Linked DNA regions of Zea mays: region 2 is linked to region 1. Evidence: chromatin contacts called from public Hi-C data. All regions are on one chromosome and are shown on one strand. The core of a region is the stretch at or near the end of the contact, and the rest is flanking DNA. Distances in the headings are between cores, read along the strand shown. Region 1 holds the start of LOC100304296. Region 2 has its middle 120 kb from the start of LOC100304296.

Region 1 (7,911 bases), core at 3,316-5,815:
CCCGCAACAGAACGGCGTCGTCGAGCGGCGCAACCAGACGGTTGTGGGGATGGCTCGGGCTCTCCTCAAGCAGAGGGGAATGCCGGCTATCTTCTGGGGAGAGGCGGTGGTGACAACGGTCTACATCCTCAACCGCTCGCCCACCAAGGCACTCAACGGGATGACACTGTATGAGGCTTGGCATGAGCGCAAGTCGGCGGCCTCTCACCTACGGGTCTTCTACTGCCTCGCGTTCACCAAGGAGCTTGGCCACATCGGCAAGCTCGACGACAGGAGCACCCAGGGGTGTTCATTGACTACGCGGAGGGCTCGAAGGCCTACCGCATCCTTGACCTAGGAACACAGCGTGTGTGCATGGCGCACGACGTAGTGTTCGACGAAAAGCGAGGATGGGCCTGGGACAAGGCGATGGACGACGACACGACTCCGATGTACAACGACTTCACCAGCGCGTACGTCCACTTTGAGGGAGCTGGGGGAGTAGGCAACTCTTCTCCGAGCAGGCCTACCCCAGCCCCCATGTCTCCACCGACTCTAGCGCCACGCTCTCCTGCTCCGGCTACAACGAGCACTTCGCCACCACGCAATCCAACCACGACTCCGGCTACAGTGAGCTCTTCATCACCACGTACTACAGCACCGACGATACCCTCTCCAGGAACGTCCTCTCCAGCGCCAGCTCGTGTCGAGCACGACCCGGTGGTGCTCGTGACCCCGCTTTCCCACAACGAGAAGCGCATCAACACGTGCTACGACGACGAGCCGTTGCGGTATCGTACGGTGGAGGGCCTTCTCATCGACCCGTCGGTGCCGGGCCTAGCGTCTCGCATTCTGGCGGGGAGTTGCATCTTGCATGTGACGATGGCAATCCTTGGTCTTTCGCGGAGGCCGAGAAACACGCAGCTTGGCGTGCCGCGATGCAGTCGGAGATGGACGTGGTTGAGACGAACCGCACTTGGGAGCTCGCTGATCTCCCTCATGGTCATCACGCGATCACCCTTAAGTGGATGTTCAAACTGAAGAGGGATGAAGCCGGCGCCATCGTCAAGCACAAGGCTCACTTGGTGGCATGCGGTTTCTTGCAGCAGGAGGGGATCAACTTTGACGATACTTACGCCCCGTGGCACGGATGGAATCCGTGCGACTCCTTGCGCTAGCAGCCCAGGAGGGCTGGCACGTTCATCACATGGACGTCAAATCGACGTTTCTTAACGACGACTTAAAGGAGGAGGTCTACGTACACCAGCCAAGCACCAAGCACTACACTCCTCAATCACAGCACGCATAACTTGTTCGGCGCAGGGGACAACACCCTCAAAGACACAAGCATTTCGGTGCTTCCAAATCTCCCAAGCAACCAAAATGATCAGGGAGTTAAGTCCTTTTCTTAGACTCTTCTCAACACTTTTGATACTTTGGCGCCACCAGTTTGAAAACTGTGTGCATCCAGGCTGAGGGGCAATGGCTAGGAGGCCCAAATTGTGGAGGATTAACGTCCATATTTGTCGGGCAAACACGAAAGAGACAAGAATATGCTGGATGGACTCCTCGGCTTGATCACACAGAGGCCAAGCAACTGGATGGGGAAGGCCTCTTTTTGCTAGTCTATCAGTTGTCCAAACCCTGTTTTTGATGGCCAACCATACAAAGAATTTGCATCTTAAGGGGGCCCAGGTCTTCCAGACACGTCGCCAAGGGCCAAAAATGATAGAGCCAGTAAAAATGCATCATATGTTGATTTGCTACAGTAAGAACCATGACCAGCAATGTCAGGCTGAAGATCTACCCCATCAACCAAGTTCCAGAGATGCAGATACTCCACTAAAACTGGTACAGACAAGCCTCCCCTTATATCTAACACCCATTTACGATATGTGAACCCTCCGCTACTGTTCTCCGCTTTAATGCCCTTTTAGGAATCATTTGGATCGGTGATCTTCTGACTAGCCTCGATCATACGAACTGATAAGATTGATAGATAAGATGGAATAAATGGTTCAAATTCTTTGCTAGGAAAATAATCAAATGAACCCAACAAATTTTTAAATCCTAAAAGTAAAAGATCCTAGATTTAATTCAGGAGTATGACTACTATCACTAAAACCCTATACTATACACTTAAAATAGGATACGATAATATGTGTAGGAAGGAGATATTGCGTATAATGTGTGGGATGGTGGGACGTATTGCATTGAGCCTCTAGGGAGAATATATAGGACTACATAACTTGGAGGGCAAGAAGCCTATCCTAGAGATGAGGAAGGTTATCCTAGAGATAAGGAAGGTTATCCCAGGATTACAATCAATCAAATCAATCCTAAACCAACCATATCAGGAGTTGCCTAATATACTCTAAAAAAATGACCAGCAACCAGTCCCAGATTTCCTAATTTAACAAGAGTGAGCCCATGTTTTCCACTTGGGTAACTACATTCATTGGTGAAAGAAATTAGTAATGATAGATGAATCATGCAATGAATGATTTAAGGTAACGTTTCTAGATTTCAGCAAGCCAACTACCACCAAATTTGACCCAAACCACAGGAGGAATCAGTTCACGCTTTACGCGTGTACGCCACAGAAACAAGAAAGCAAGACCTCCCCTAGAATTCTTTGATATGTTCACCTCGAGATAGCAAAAAGGTCAAACATTTCAGGACGATAAGCATGGTTATTAAAGCGCCAGTTTTTAGCGTTAAAACGCTCTGGGCCGTAAAAAGGCCACGTTTTGTCGCTTTTTCAGATTTCCAGCCCATCACAGTTCTCCTAACCTAAAAAAGGGGGCAGCCGTGACGGACTCGTGCTGCGCGTTCGTTCGGCATCACTGGGCTTTGCCGTCAGCCGGTAAGAACCTTACCTGAGCTTGCCGCCTCCCTCGCCTCCTCCCTGCGTTGCTCCCTACTCGTGCCACGCTCCCTCTCCCCCGCGGCCGTGCTCGTTGCTCCTTGGTCCCTGCTCGCGCTCGGCGCCGCCGCTGCCTCCCTGCGTTGCGGCCGCGCTCGCTCCCTGCTCAAGCTCGGCGCCGCCGCTGCCTCCCTGTGTTGCACTCTCTGCTCTCGCTCGGTCAGCTCGCCGGTCCTAGCTCAGTCGCCTCCCTGCTCTGCCTCTGTTAGCTGTCCCTATCCCTGCTCTCATCCTCCTCCCCTTCCCTGCTCACATTCTCCTCTGGTTTTGGTTATTTGCGGACTAAAAACGGCAAACAGTAGTGATGCTAATGCGTCTGTGGTTGTGGACATTACATTCCACTTTAGTTGCTTTTGTGCTATGTTTGTGATTGTGGACTACTGCACATTTCATTCCACTTTATTTGTGGTTGTCGCTTTGCTAGTTGCTATTAGTTGAGCACTTGAACTTATGTAATTGTGGATTTGTGGTAGTGTGGTTGTGGACATGTTATATTGTTACATGAAATTAAGTTATATTCAATTTTGTCCATGTTGTTTAAAAAGACGTTTTAAAGCTCGCTTAAACGTTTTAAAGTCAAAAAGTTCTCATGAGCGCCTCAACATTTTATCGCTTTAATAACCTTGACGATAAGTTTGTCACTTAATCCCAAATTCTTAATGAACTAACCAAAGCCAAACAATACAAATTGCTCACCAACAAAAGATCAAAACTTTGACCATAAGACCAAGCTGATAAAATAAAAAAATGTCTGCTAAGCCTAGCAAACTAGGCCGCAAAAGCAAGGAATGATCATATGTCACAGCCAGTACTGTGTCAACAAGTGTACAAGCAGGGACGGATCCAGCGGACGGGGCTCGAGCAAGGTGGCATATACGTTTTTTTTTGTGTTGGTATTTCGTACGTGTGCGTGGGTCCACAGGGCAGAGTCGGCCTCTGGCATATAAGCTTAAGGGCTGATTTGGTGACCAAGGATCAGGGATTGGAGGGGATTGGAGGGGATTAAGGGATTAAGGGGGAATATCTTGGATACTGAAATGGAACGCACCTAAAGCTAAAACCTCAACGATATATTTTTTTCATTGAAATAGGATCCATAGCAAAGTATACGCCAGGTAAAATAACGATAGCTGCTACGGTAGCATGGAATAGGAAGGACAGGAAGCTTAAAATCAGGATTTTCATTCAAATATCTGCACACTTGATACAAAGTGAGTGAAGCTTAAGAGCGCAGTTTTTTATCTTAAAAATAATACTAAAAGGTCGCACAGGCAGCCAAGCATCTGGAATCCAGCATAGATGAGGAACTAGAGAAGGCGAGAGCAACAAGTAAGCGCGTACCAGGAATATCCTGCTCCCGTCGCGGCCGAGCTGGAGCAGGTCGAGCGCCTCCTCCAGCGCGTCGGCGAGCACCGCCAGCGCCCGCTCCGGTTCCACCGCGGGTACACAGGGTACCTCCCGGAGCTCCTCGACAAAGGGGCCAAGGAGCCGGATCCGCCGCGACAGCGCGAGCAGCTGGCGCCTGTACGCGTTTCGGAACTCCCAGCCACCGGATCCCACCGCCTCCACGGCGGCGGCCACCCTCTCCGCGGCCCCGCGGCCGCTGACGCCGGCCATGACGAGGGGAGTCCAGTCGAGCCGCCGCGGCGTGAACCGGACCCTGCCAACAGGTGACTAGTCAGAGGGAAAGGAGACAGTGGCAGGGGCGGTAAATAGGTGCGAGAAAAGCGGGGTAGTGGCGTCGTATTGGGTGGGTCCCGCGGTCGTGTCAGCGTCGCGGGCGGGCCGGATCGCGTCGTTGGAGTTGCCCGCACCTCCACGGCAGCTGATTTTCGCGTCCGTCCGGTCCGGGTCGCCGCTCGTATCCTACGGATGCGGTGCGGGTGCATCGGCCGGCGCCCAACGCCTACCGAAGGTCCGAAGCCACCGGCGACCACTAACCGCGACCGGCCTGTCAATTGCATGCAAAAAAAATTAGTTATAATGTGGACCATATTATTTATAGAGTAAAGTTTAAAATATAAAAGCATCTCAAAGAGAGATTCTCAGAGCAACTCTGAAAGATTAACTTAGTCAAATTTACTGATTTAGCTACTCTTTAAAACCGATTTAACAGAAAAATTGTAGGTTAATCCAAGAGACTCGATAAACCTATAAATTGAAGGGAGAGTGAAGCAGCCTATTCAAAAATAGAGAGTCACTAAATTTGAAGATTCATTTACAGAGTCTATTGGATACGTTTTTCTTCTAATATTAGCTAAATTTACCTTTATAAAACTATATATTTAATATCTTGGAGTTGCTCTAAACTGGATACTATTTTAAATATGGCTAAGAACCATAAAACACACTTTTTAACTGTGATCCTATTTTATAAAATTCCATCAAACGATTATAGAGCTCAATCTCTCGGGTTCTAAATATAGTACCTTATATACTGGAGTCATATTCTCGTTTTCTCTTGAGCTTCAACCATTTATTTTCTAATAACATAATTTATTTTATAAATAGCATTATTTAAAGCCTAACTGTTGGAGTAAAAAGTTCTTTTGAGGCCTTAAACACTAAATACGATTCTATTTCAAATTTTAGGACTCTAGTTTAGAGTTTATTGTTGAAGATGTTCTAAGGTAAGACAGAGAGTCTACTGGAGATAGTCTTATCAAGCTAACAGCCTTCTTAAAGCAGTTATATCAAAAGTGTTTTATACGATCATATACATACTCTGCTGAGCATGGCGTAGAAAGATGAATGAAAAGCTATGTAAAGGTGAAAACTGTGCTTAGATTTTGGTTGTTGCTCTTTGTTCTATTCTGCCGACATCCTCTATTTTTATTATATTATTGAAAACAAAGGGAAATTTTGTTTTAAGTGAAAAGATATAGAACGTGGTTTTCTGTTCAGATAGATCTCTAAATAAAAATTCAAACCAGTTAAGAAATTTTTTTAGAATTATTTAAAGATATTTTTACAATGTGTTCGAACACCCTCTCCCTGAGCTCTGCGCACCGCACGTCGACCCACTGTCGTTGTGTCACGCCACATTGGGTGAACTATTGTTTGTTCATGCTAGACCTATGTGGCACCGGTGAGCTTTGCACTAACGATCTTTGTGTTGTTGTGTGGATGAGCGGCGCACGTTGCCGCGTGGATGAGCTTCGTGTGTTGTCACTGCTGCACCAGTAAGGCATCGCACACCACCACATCCAAGTAATAAACATATTGTATCGTTGCAACTATATGTTATACAAGTTTCATGTTTTTGTAGATGTTTTAGTTGTGTATTTCATGTGTTTGCTGGTATTGCAATGATGTATCTTTCTTCATGATATTGTACATGTTTCCAATAGTAATCTGGCATGTTTCATTAGTATATCATTGATGTTTGCAGTGGTGGTCCTCATTGGCGTCTGGATGAAAACCAACCGTGAACGCCCATGCACTAGTCATGTTGATTTTTAAGTTAAATGCATTGATGGTGTCTAAACTTGTCAATTAGATCTATGAACTTTGAAACTGTAGAAAGAGAGGGATGAATAGGCATTTCTATAATTTTAGACACGGCAAAATTAAACTTATCGATCTAGCTAAGGTTATACCTCAACATATATTATTGGTATCCTATAAAGATCTTAGTTAAACAACTAAAGTGATGATCTAGATAGAGCTCACCAAAACAAATCTTTTTGATGAACTTGTACGAATATATACAAATAGTATTCAATCAATCTGAGAGCTCCTACATGTACTGGTGAATAAAAGATGCAAAGCTTAAGCACATTAACATTACTCAACTAGCAAGGCTACATAAGCTAAAACTAGTGAGGTAAATAGCTTAACTACATAAGTTAGATAAATTTATTAAGTTACACAAACTTACAAGTATAAGATAGCAACTATTTTACTACACAAGTAAACTAGTCATAAGAACAATACTAATCATTAGCTCAAATATAAACAAGCTAATGTTAGGGAGTCTGTACACCAATGGAAGGATGGCTTTTGGTACGATGATCTTTCTCTTGAACTTCAGTGATTTTCTAATCACCTACTCTTCATTAAGGCAAGCTTAAGACTACCGTCGATCCTCTTGATAGTGTTGACCAGCAAGTCACATTCTCCCATGTGAAGTGCTCACACCTAGGCTCTAGCGCTTGATCTAACACAAACTATTGGGCGCTCTACACACCTACCTCTACTAGTGTTGCTCTTCTCTTGAAAGGTGAGCATGTTATCCCTTACAAAGCCTTCTCCAGAGCCATGCACAACTTCACATGGGATTCCATGGAGCCACAACTTCTAAGGTGTCTAGGAGGTGGCAACCTCTAGGAGTAATAAGTGTCACTGGCTTGCAACTCGACCAACTAGTGCCACTTGTACAACTGTTCATTGCAATGCACTAGGTATCACTCTCACATGCTTGAATGTGGTCTCTAGCATTCATATGTGAGTAGAGACTAGAAGCTACACCACTTGGGCAACACATCATCAAGGTGCACTCTTACTTCAAATGGTCGGTCACCCCTCTCTTACAGAGGAGAGGGACCAACAGAAAGCTCTCTTGTGGGTTTTGGTAATTTGGATGATAACCCAATTAAAGGACTAACAGGTGTGCTAAGTGTTGAACAGGTGCTTAGTGCAAATCTTATAGGGTTCAACACAAGTGAACAAGTGTGATGGTCCAAAGACTAGAATGTTTATGGATAACATGGACGTCACAAGTAAGATGGACATTGCTTAAGTGAGACTCGGTGTGCGTAACTCGGAGACAACTGATCAAGCCAAGGATGGAGGAAAGAAGAGCTTTGAGGTACCGAGTGCATGGGACAAGGTCAAATATGCCGAGGAACCCAAAGCTAGGGGTGAAGAAGAAGACTTGCAAAGTCAAGGTTGATCGAGTTGAGAAGAGAGATGGTGCATCGAGGATCATGACTTATGAACGTGACTTATAATCAATGAGGTAATACTATGGTTATGTGGTGTAAGTCACAAGGCTCAAGATGAAT
Region 2 (7,911 bases), core at 3,041-5,540, 120 kb after region 1:
ATAAGTTCCACTAGGAGTTATGAAGCTTGTTTTGGGCTCATCCTCCTTCTTCATCCAGAGTTGATGATAACTTGAGTAGCAGTCCAGCAAGCTCATGAGCTCTGAAGTGGCTGCCACATCTACAAGGGAGTTTATTCTTGGCAAAGAGAATTTATCCTTCAGGCATGCCTTGTTGAGATCAGTGAAATTAATACACATTCTCCACTTTCCATTGGCCTTCTTTACCATAACAATGTTGGCTAGCCATTCTGGGCATGTTACTTCTCTGATCACTCCGGTGCTGAGAAGCCAATTAACTTTATTTCTTGCCGCTTCGACTTTATCATCGGACATCTTCCGAAGCTTCTACTTCCTCGCTCTAACGGCTGGGTCTACATTGAGTGAGTGTTCAATAACATATCTATTGAAACCACAAAGATCATTGGCTAACCAAGCAAAAACATCCTTATTATTGAACAAGAATTTTAACAGAGCTTTTTCTTGTTCATGAGACAGTTGAGACCCAAACAACACCTTCTGCTCAGCTATGTCTTCACACAGAAGCATAGACTTTGGTTGATCCGCTGAAGCAGCTTTATCTCTTATATACTTATGTTGCTCGTGAGCTTCAACTTCATCTACGTTGTGAATGGCTCTTGAATCTGTTCAATTCCCTTTGGCCCTTCTAGCAGCCTCTTGGATTCCATGCACAGAAATAGGACCTTGGTCAGATGGTATCTTCATACACAGATATGCTGGATGGAGTAATGCTTCGAAGGCATTCAATGTCCCTCGTCCAATGATTGCATTATAAGGATAGTCCATGTCTACAATGTCAAATACAACTTGCTCTATTCCGGTGTTGTGAAAGATGATTGGCATTGTTATTTTCCCAAGTGCCATTATCTGTCTTCCTCTGAAGCCACATAGAGGGTGCGTTGCATCATGTATTTTGTCATCCTGCTCTTGCAATTGTCTGAAGGCTTTTGCGAAGATAATGTTTGTTGCACTGCTCGTATCTATGAGGACATTGTGAACCAGGAACCCTTTGATAACACATGATATGACCATGGTGTCATTATGGGGATAATTCTTGAGTTGAAGGTCTTCTTGAGAAAATGTGATTGGTACATGGGACCATTTGGACTTGATGAAGGGTCCTTGCACTCCAACATGTTGTACCCTTTTATGTGCTTCCTTCTTCTGCTTCTTATTGGCTGGTTAGGAACTTGAACGGCCTGTGATTGGGAGCACCAACTTTGTAGCTGAAGGTGTCACAACTTCATCACCTTGCGAAGCCACTGCCGTGGTCGTGGAAGTGAGTTCACTGGAGGTGGGCGCCAATGTTGGTCACTTGTTCTTAAATGCTGTGAATCAAGAACAAGGCAACACAATTGTTAAAGATTAAGAACATTCTTCCTTCGAAGCATTATCTCCTTTCAGATATAATGATATTCAGACGAAGGTCATGAAGGACACAACTTCATCATTCATGATAATGAAAGTTCATAGAGACAATATATGTTGTTCATTCATTCATCCATATATTTATCTCATGATGAACATATGATCATTAATAGAATTTATATTACATTGATACCTTCGGCTTGTTTGAAGGTGTTGACACGAGAGCGATTGCAGTCTATTTATAGGCACGGGACGCAGCCCGAGTAAAAATACATTTATGACCTTAACATGTAAATCATCAGGGATTAACTAGTCTTTTCCTCTTCGACTCGGCATCATGTTTGACCTTCGTTGCCACTTTAAGCCAAAGTTGTCGCTCTTCATATGTAGCTTCGGTATTCATCGTTATCGCTTTCTGACAACGTCTTCGTCTTGAGGACCTTCGGCGGAGAATAAGATCCTCAGCATCGCTTACAAACGATATTTGTCTTGAGGACCTTTGGTGGAGAAGAAGACCCCCGACAATTACTAAGCATAGTATCCATCCTAGGTTAATCAAAGAATAAGGTTGGTATTTCTAGGTAATCTTATCTAGGCAAAACCCATCAAATTATGCACATATCCAAAAGTAAATCTTATTCAATGTATTATTTGAGTACAATAAGAAATGCAGAGGGAGAATCCACTTTCCTTGTTCAAAAGTTCCTTGCGGATCCTCTTCAAACAAATTTGGGTCCTCTACCATGAAATCAGCTTCTAATATAGATTCACACATCACACATACAAAAAGAAAACATACACCAATAAATAAACATACACCATTACACAGATGAAGCATAGATCATACAATAAAACATACATTAAACAAATCACATGTATAAAAAGAAAGAAAACACCCAATCATTAAACTTGGTTCGTGGCTATAAAATATTAATTATTGTTCATGACATAAAATACTAATTATTTTGTTTCGAGAATTCCCTAGAGAAATATATATGGCAAATTAACTATGGAAACACATACTTTATAAATTCATTTAAAATAACATAGATGTAGCGCTAAACCAAAATCTATGGAATTGGATTAATTACTAATTAATTATTTCTACCGAAAAGCATGAGTCACATTTTAGTTAAATTCTTGCTTTCTAAAAGGAAATTATACTAATCGTTACAATGTTATTTAAAAGTCACATAACCTTATCATTAAGTGAACCAAATTTAACTAACCTTTTAAATTTTACTTATTAGATTACAGTGGACATGATCGTAACTATATTATTTCAATGTCAATAGAAACTTTACTATCTCTTAGCATGTGTTTGGTTTCGGAACGACGTGGGTCGGGTCAGAGCCGACCCATTTTTCTGGGTTGGATCGGACTCGTTCCTTGTTTGGTTTCAGTGACATGTTGAACGTAGTTTCTTGTTTGATTACAGGGTTAAAGTAGGTTAGAGCTGCACCATCTCTTGTTTGTTTCATGATGAAGGATGAACTGAATATGGTCACTTTCCTGGTTATATTACCACAATCAGGATGATATCTTCAATTCAATAAGATGACATCATTCAAAATAAATGAAACGGACACTATTTTAATATTTAAGGAATCTATAAGCATAAGATATAAATAAATTAAAGCCATTATTGACTAAGTCGTAAATTTTTAGTGACGAGGTCTCACTGTTACATTTTAGTCATAATTAAAGGAACATCCTAACAACATCAAGATGCACTTCAGTGAATTTATAACATTTGCCATCACTAGCAGGCTTGTCTAGGCGGTGACAAACATTGACCTTTACCTGTTCGACGTTAGCACTAGCAAGGCTCGCAGGTTATGCCTACTAGAGAACACGCCGACATCGGAGCCTAGGCCAGCAGGGACTGACGACGGGAAGTAGGCGAGGGATTAACGTCAGAGGATAGGCCAGCGGGGGTCCCTCGTCCTAGCAGGCCAGCAGTGGTGGGCGCTCCTGTGCTGGTCTCGAGTGGATAAAGCATGGATGACGAGAGGGTGGAGAGTAAGTGGGTCGAAATGGTTCGCTTGTTTTTTAGGAATCACTAGAACCCACATTTTCAATAAGTATTTCGACCCAGAGCCAACTTAACCCGTGAGCCTTTTGAACCAAACATGAGTTATTGTGGGTTCAACCTGTTTCAACCCGCGTCAACCCGCTAACCAAACACACCCTTACTGAATAACCAAAATGCATATAATGCACATGAACATATGAGTCTTGTTAATAAAGTTAAACCACCTTAAGAGCAAAGATAAACATGTAGTAATTTATCTAATGTTTTTGTTTATGAAAACGTGGTCTACTCTCTTCTTTTATCTTTATTCTAAACTACTACTTCTAAACCAATTTTTTCTATGACGACATAAACCAATTAATATTCACATGCGCTAGAAAATAGAAACAATAATAAAAAATACCCTATCGCATATACTCGATATTAATCACTCAATATTCTCATGATTCCGATCTCGCAACATATACAAATTTAAACAACAAATCGCTGCAGGAGATCTAAACTAAATTAAACATAGTTTTGAAAATAGAACACAAAATTTGTGTCATCTTCAACCTTGCTCCAGTAGTTCTTGCGCAGGGAGGAATCAACGAGCATGGGATCGACAGGTCGCAGCAGGGGGTCGGCGGGGAGGGAGCAGGACTCGGCGGCGCGGCTCCGGTCGGCGGCGAGCTCCACGACGAGCGGCGGGGTCGACGCAGGGCGGTCTCGCGCGACAAGGAGGAGAGGAGTGGGGATGAGCTCGAGTGAAAAAGGGGAACCGGCTCCATGGGCTCGACGTCGGGCTTTATAGAGAGAGGGACCACAGGGAGGGCGCTGGGGAGAGGGAGAGGCCGATGACGGTGCCATTAACGCCGTTAATTGAGTTGGTTACTAGGGAGAGAGTGGGGGCGAGAGGAAGGGGAGAGGGGAGGGAAAAGGAAGGGGCGCGGCTGGGCACTTGGTGGGTCGCTCGGGCGACGGTTTAGGGTTTCAAAATCTTTTTTAATAAGTTATCCATTAATAATATAAATAAATATATTTTAAAAATATTTTCAACAAATCATAATAAATTTACCAATAATATTTATAATTAAAATATTTTATTTTTGACCAAAGTCCATATATTAATAAATTGGGTTTTGAATAAAGAGATCTTATTAATAAAGGCATCAATCAATTATTAGCAAACAAAAATCATTCTCCCAAAAATAAAATGAAATCAAGCACTTGATTCAAAATTTAATTTACTTTATTAAATTTAGCGACCAGTAATGTATTATTTTAATTGATGGATTTGAGGTGTTACACATCCCCGCCACGCTGACCGTTGAGTTAGTCGTTGCATCCTTCGGCTGTCCGGCACACCGGACAGTCTGGTGGTACACCGGACAGTCTGTTCCTGCCACGTGTCTACCATTGATTCTGTGCCGACCATTGGCACTGGCGAGAGTCTTTGGCCGCCTAGCTCACCAGACAAGTCCAGTGCACACCGGACAGTCCGGTGATTTATAGCCAGCATGCATGGCCAATTTCCCGAGAGTGACTTGTTCAGTCAGCTCATGGCCTAGGCACCGGACACTATCCGATGCGCCTAGGCTAGCTCAGGTTTGGCTAATCCAAGCCAAACTTCTTTGCTCCACTTTGTCATGACTTGGAGAGTTTCCTAGCACTTAGATGAGCATAATTAGTAACTAAAACAATTGACTAAGTGCTAGTTTCATACCATTGATCCTTCACTTGAATAGGATTTGCAATGTGCTCATACTCATAGTAAGCAAGCTAACACAAAGTGATGTGTTGGGCACTTAATCACCAAAAGACTTAGAAATGGTCCAAGGGCACATTTCCCTTTCAGTCGGGTCGTGCTCCGGTGAGCCTGCCACCGCGCGAGTGTGGGCGACGCCGGGAATAACCAGTTGGGTGGAGACAATGACCTCCTACCCGTTGATCCCAGGGTCCATGTCGGTGGGAAGAATTCCACCGGCCGGGTGGCGGAACACACCCCCCCTAAATCCTAAGATGAGGAGGGGCCTAAGCGGTTTGCCTGACTGTTGGAAGGTGGATGAACACATGAGGGCACGAGGGTTTAGAGTGGTTCAGGCCGCCGGAGCGTAATACCCTACCTCCACTGTGTGTAAGCTGTATTGAGAGTCTGTGTGTGAACTTGTCCTTGTCACGCGATGTGCCTTCCCTTTTATAGTTTAAGGGAGGCACGTACAAGGGTGCTGAGCCCCGACATGCGGGCCGAGGAGCATAATGGAAGGAACACATTATGTGAGTAATTAATGCTAATAACACCTGAGTAATCACTGGGCACCATGATGACCGCAGTCCACACAATATTGATTGGCAGTTACCGTACGAGTAATACGAGAGTAATGGTGAGTAACTACGCGGCTCACGTATCGTGGACTGAGCATGCCACCTATCAGTGGAATGGACAGGCGCACGTCTTATCCGTCATGAAGGCGCGCGTAGCCCAGAGGCGTCACGCCGGGTTCCGCCCGTTGGCTTATGTCGCGCGCGGTACGCCACATGGCAGCATCGGGGCTCCGCTTGAGCAGGGAGCAAGAGTGTAGGCGGATAGGTCTGGAGCGCACCAAAGCAGGTCTGGACACGTGTCAGCTCCGGACCCCCGCCTGGGCCTTAAGTAAGGTCTTGGGACCCTACTGTGGGGGTCCGGATCCCATTATAGGGGTCTGGTCCGTACGCGTGGGGGTTCGGTCCGTACACGTGGGGGTCCCGGACCAACTTGGAGGTCCGGACTGTATATCCAGGGGTCCGGCACTTTCCCATGGGGGTCCAGACTCACTGTTGATGCCTTGGAGTATATCACTTTCTCTGGCCATGTGGCGGCCCCGTAGCCGCCCACGTGGTGCGGTCAGGCGCTGTTGCTGGCCTAGAGTAATCGCCTGAGGCTGGGGCGAGTCATGGTCTGGTCCCGCGTACAGCTCCTTTACCACGCGACTAAAGATAGTCGCGTGGGTACTGGGTCTTCATACAGTAGTAAGGGGTACCCTAGTTTCAAGGTACCGATAGTGGCCCCCAGGCCCACCTCAGGGGAGGATGCGAGCCTACAGGTGGGGCTAAAGCTTGTACTTCACCTCAACTTGGCCTGACTGGTGATTGGCGCGCTGTTTCCGTGCATCTGCTGACGTACTCACCGTCAATCTGCCTTCGGTCACGCCAACTGCCATATCTGTCCCCACGGCTGACTGACCCATGGCCCCACGCCTAGTGGTTTTGTCGTGCCACGCGTGGGCACCTCGTTGCTGCCGCATTAGTTTAAAATATTACCTTCTGTCTTCTGCAGCGGCCAGGAGGAGGTGCACTACCGGCGCGTGCGGCGGTTCGCTCTTTCCGCACCCGGGATCTGGCACCCAAGGAGTATGACTTGTGGGCCTGGCGCACCCAACTGGAGGAGCGCACCAAGGCGGCGTCCCACCAGTTCACCTCTGAGCAGTCCGAACTCGCGCGGGACCGCAAAGAGTACAAAAGGGACCTCTAGAAGGTGTTCGCCAGGGAGCTGGAGGCGCCCCGACGGGAGAAGAAGCTGGCCAAGAGGGAGGAGGCCCTGAGCCAGAGGTAGGCCCTCACAACAGGGCTCCGGGCCAAGCTGAATGCCCTGGACCAGACCCTAGAGGCCCAGTGGGTCCAGCAAGTGGAGGCCATAGAAAGGATAAAAAAATGGCAACAAGAGCTGGCGGACAACGCCAGCGACATTGCCCTCACCGAGGAGAACCTCAAGAAGAAGGGTACGTCCCTGGACAGGTGGGAGATGGACCTCGCCAGGCAGGAGAAGGATCTCGCCTTCAGGGAGGAAATGCTTGAAAGGAGGGGCATGTTGCTGGCCGAGCACGAGCTGGAGGCGGAGGAGAAGGAGCGGAAGCTGGAGGAGCGGATACGCCGGTTCGAAGCGGCGCAGGCGGCACTAGGTCCCCAGGTGACGAAGGCCACCAAGAAGGCCCTGGAAGATCTCCAGGCAGAACACCGTGTTGGGGTCCAGCAGATAGCTGAGTGGGCCGGCGAGGCGAGCACGACGCTGGTGCCACTGGGGATAAGTCCTATCCCAGTGTCGGAGCTCCCAGCGTTGATCTTCGACGCCCTCTCAGTGCTGGACTCCGCCACCGAACGCCTTCGTCGCCTAGACCAGATCCTCGGCGCCCGCCTAGAGGCAGAGGGCAGCAGGCTCTGTGGGGCGGTGGTGGATTACGTGCTGACGTGCTTCCAGAGCCACGACCTGTCCATGTCCTTGGTGCCGGTGCTCGATGGTCCGGTGGCCGCCACAGAAGACGCCGCCCGGGAGAGCGTCCAAGACGCCATGGAGACGGTGGCCACGCGCTTACAGCGCGACCCTGCCGATGTCGAGTAGCTCGTACCTGCAGAGATAAAGCTAGGGTTCCGCTTGAAGGCGGATGTAATAATCTTTGATTTTGTAAGATACTTTTGAGAACTATTAATCAAACAACTCTTATACGTATGCCATTTGTCCTCGTTGTGTGTAGCAT

The links. A called contact is a pair of places that touch in the nucleus more often than the background predicts.
Region 2: a Hi-C map of ear shows a contact between it and region 1, with 2.2 times the contacts expected there. The contact joins the enhancer-like site here to the promoter of LOC100304296 in region 1. A contact is called at or near these places in 3 of 25 Hi-C or Micro-C datasets (ear and leaf).

The regions. Positions count from the first base shown.
Region 1 is chr1:158,213,778-158,221,688 of Zm-B73-REFERENCE-NAM-5.0, forward strand. It overlaps LOC100304296, which reads right to left and starts at 4,566. Exons shown (of 4, transcript NM_001361280.1): 1 at 4,247-4,566. The coding sequence starts at 4,522.
Region 2 is chr1:158,334,406-158,342,316 of Zm-B73-REFERENCE-NAM-5.0, forward strand. No RefSeq gene overlaps it. Among protein-coding and RNA genes, the nearest start is that of LOC100304296, 120 kb to the left of the region's middle. Within about 2 kb of position 4,291, at least 11 of the 20 cell types and tissues checked have an H3K27ac peak or open chromatin away from gene starts, as enhancers often do. A contact at or near this core is called in ear and leaf, where this site is marked.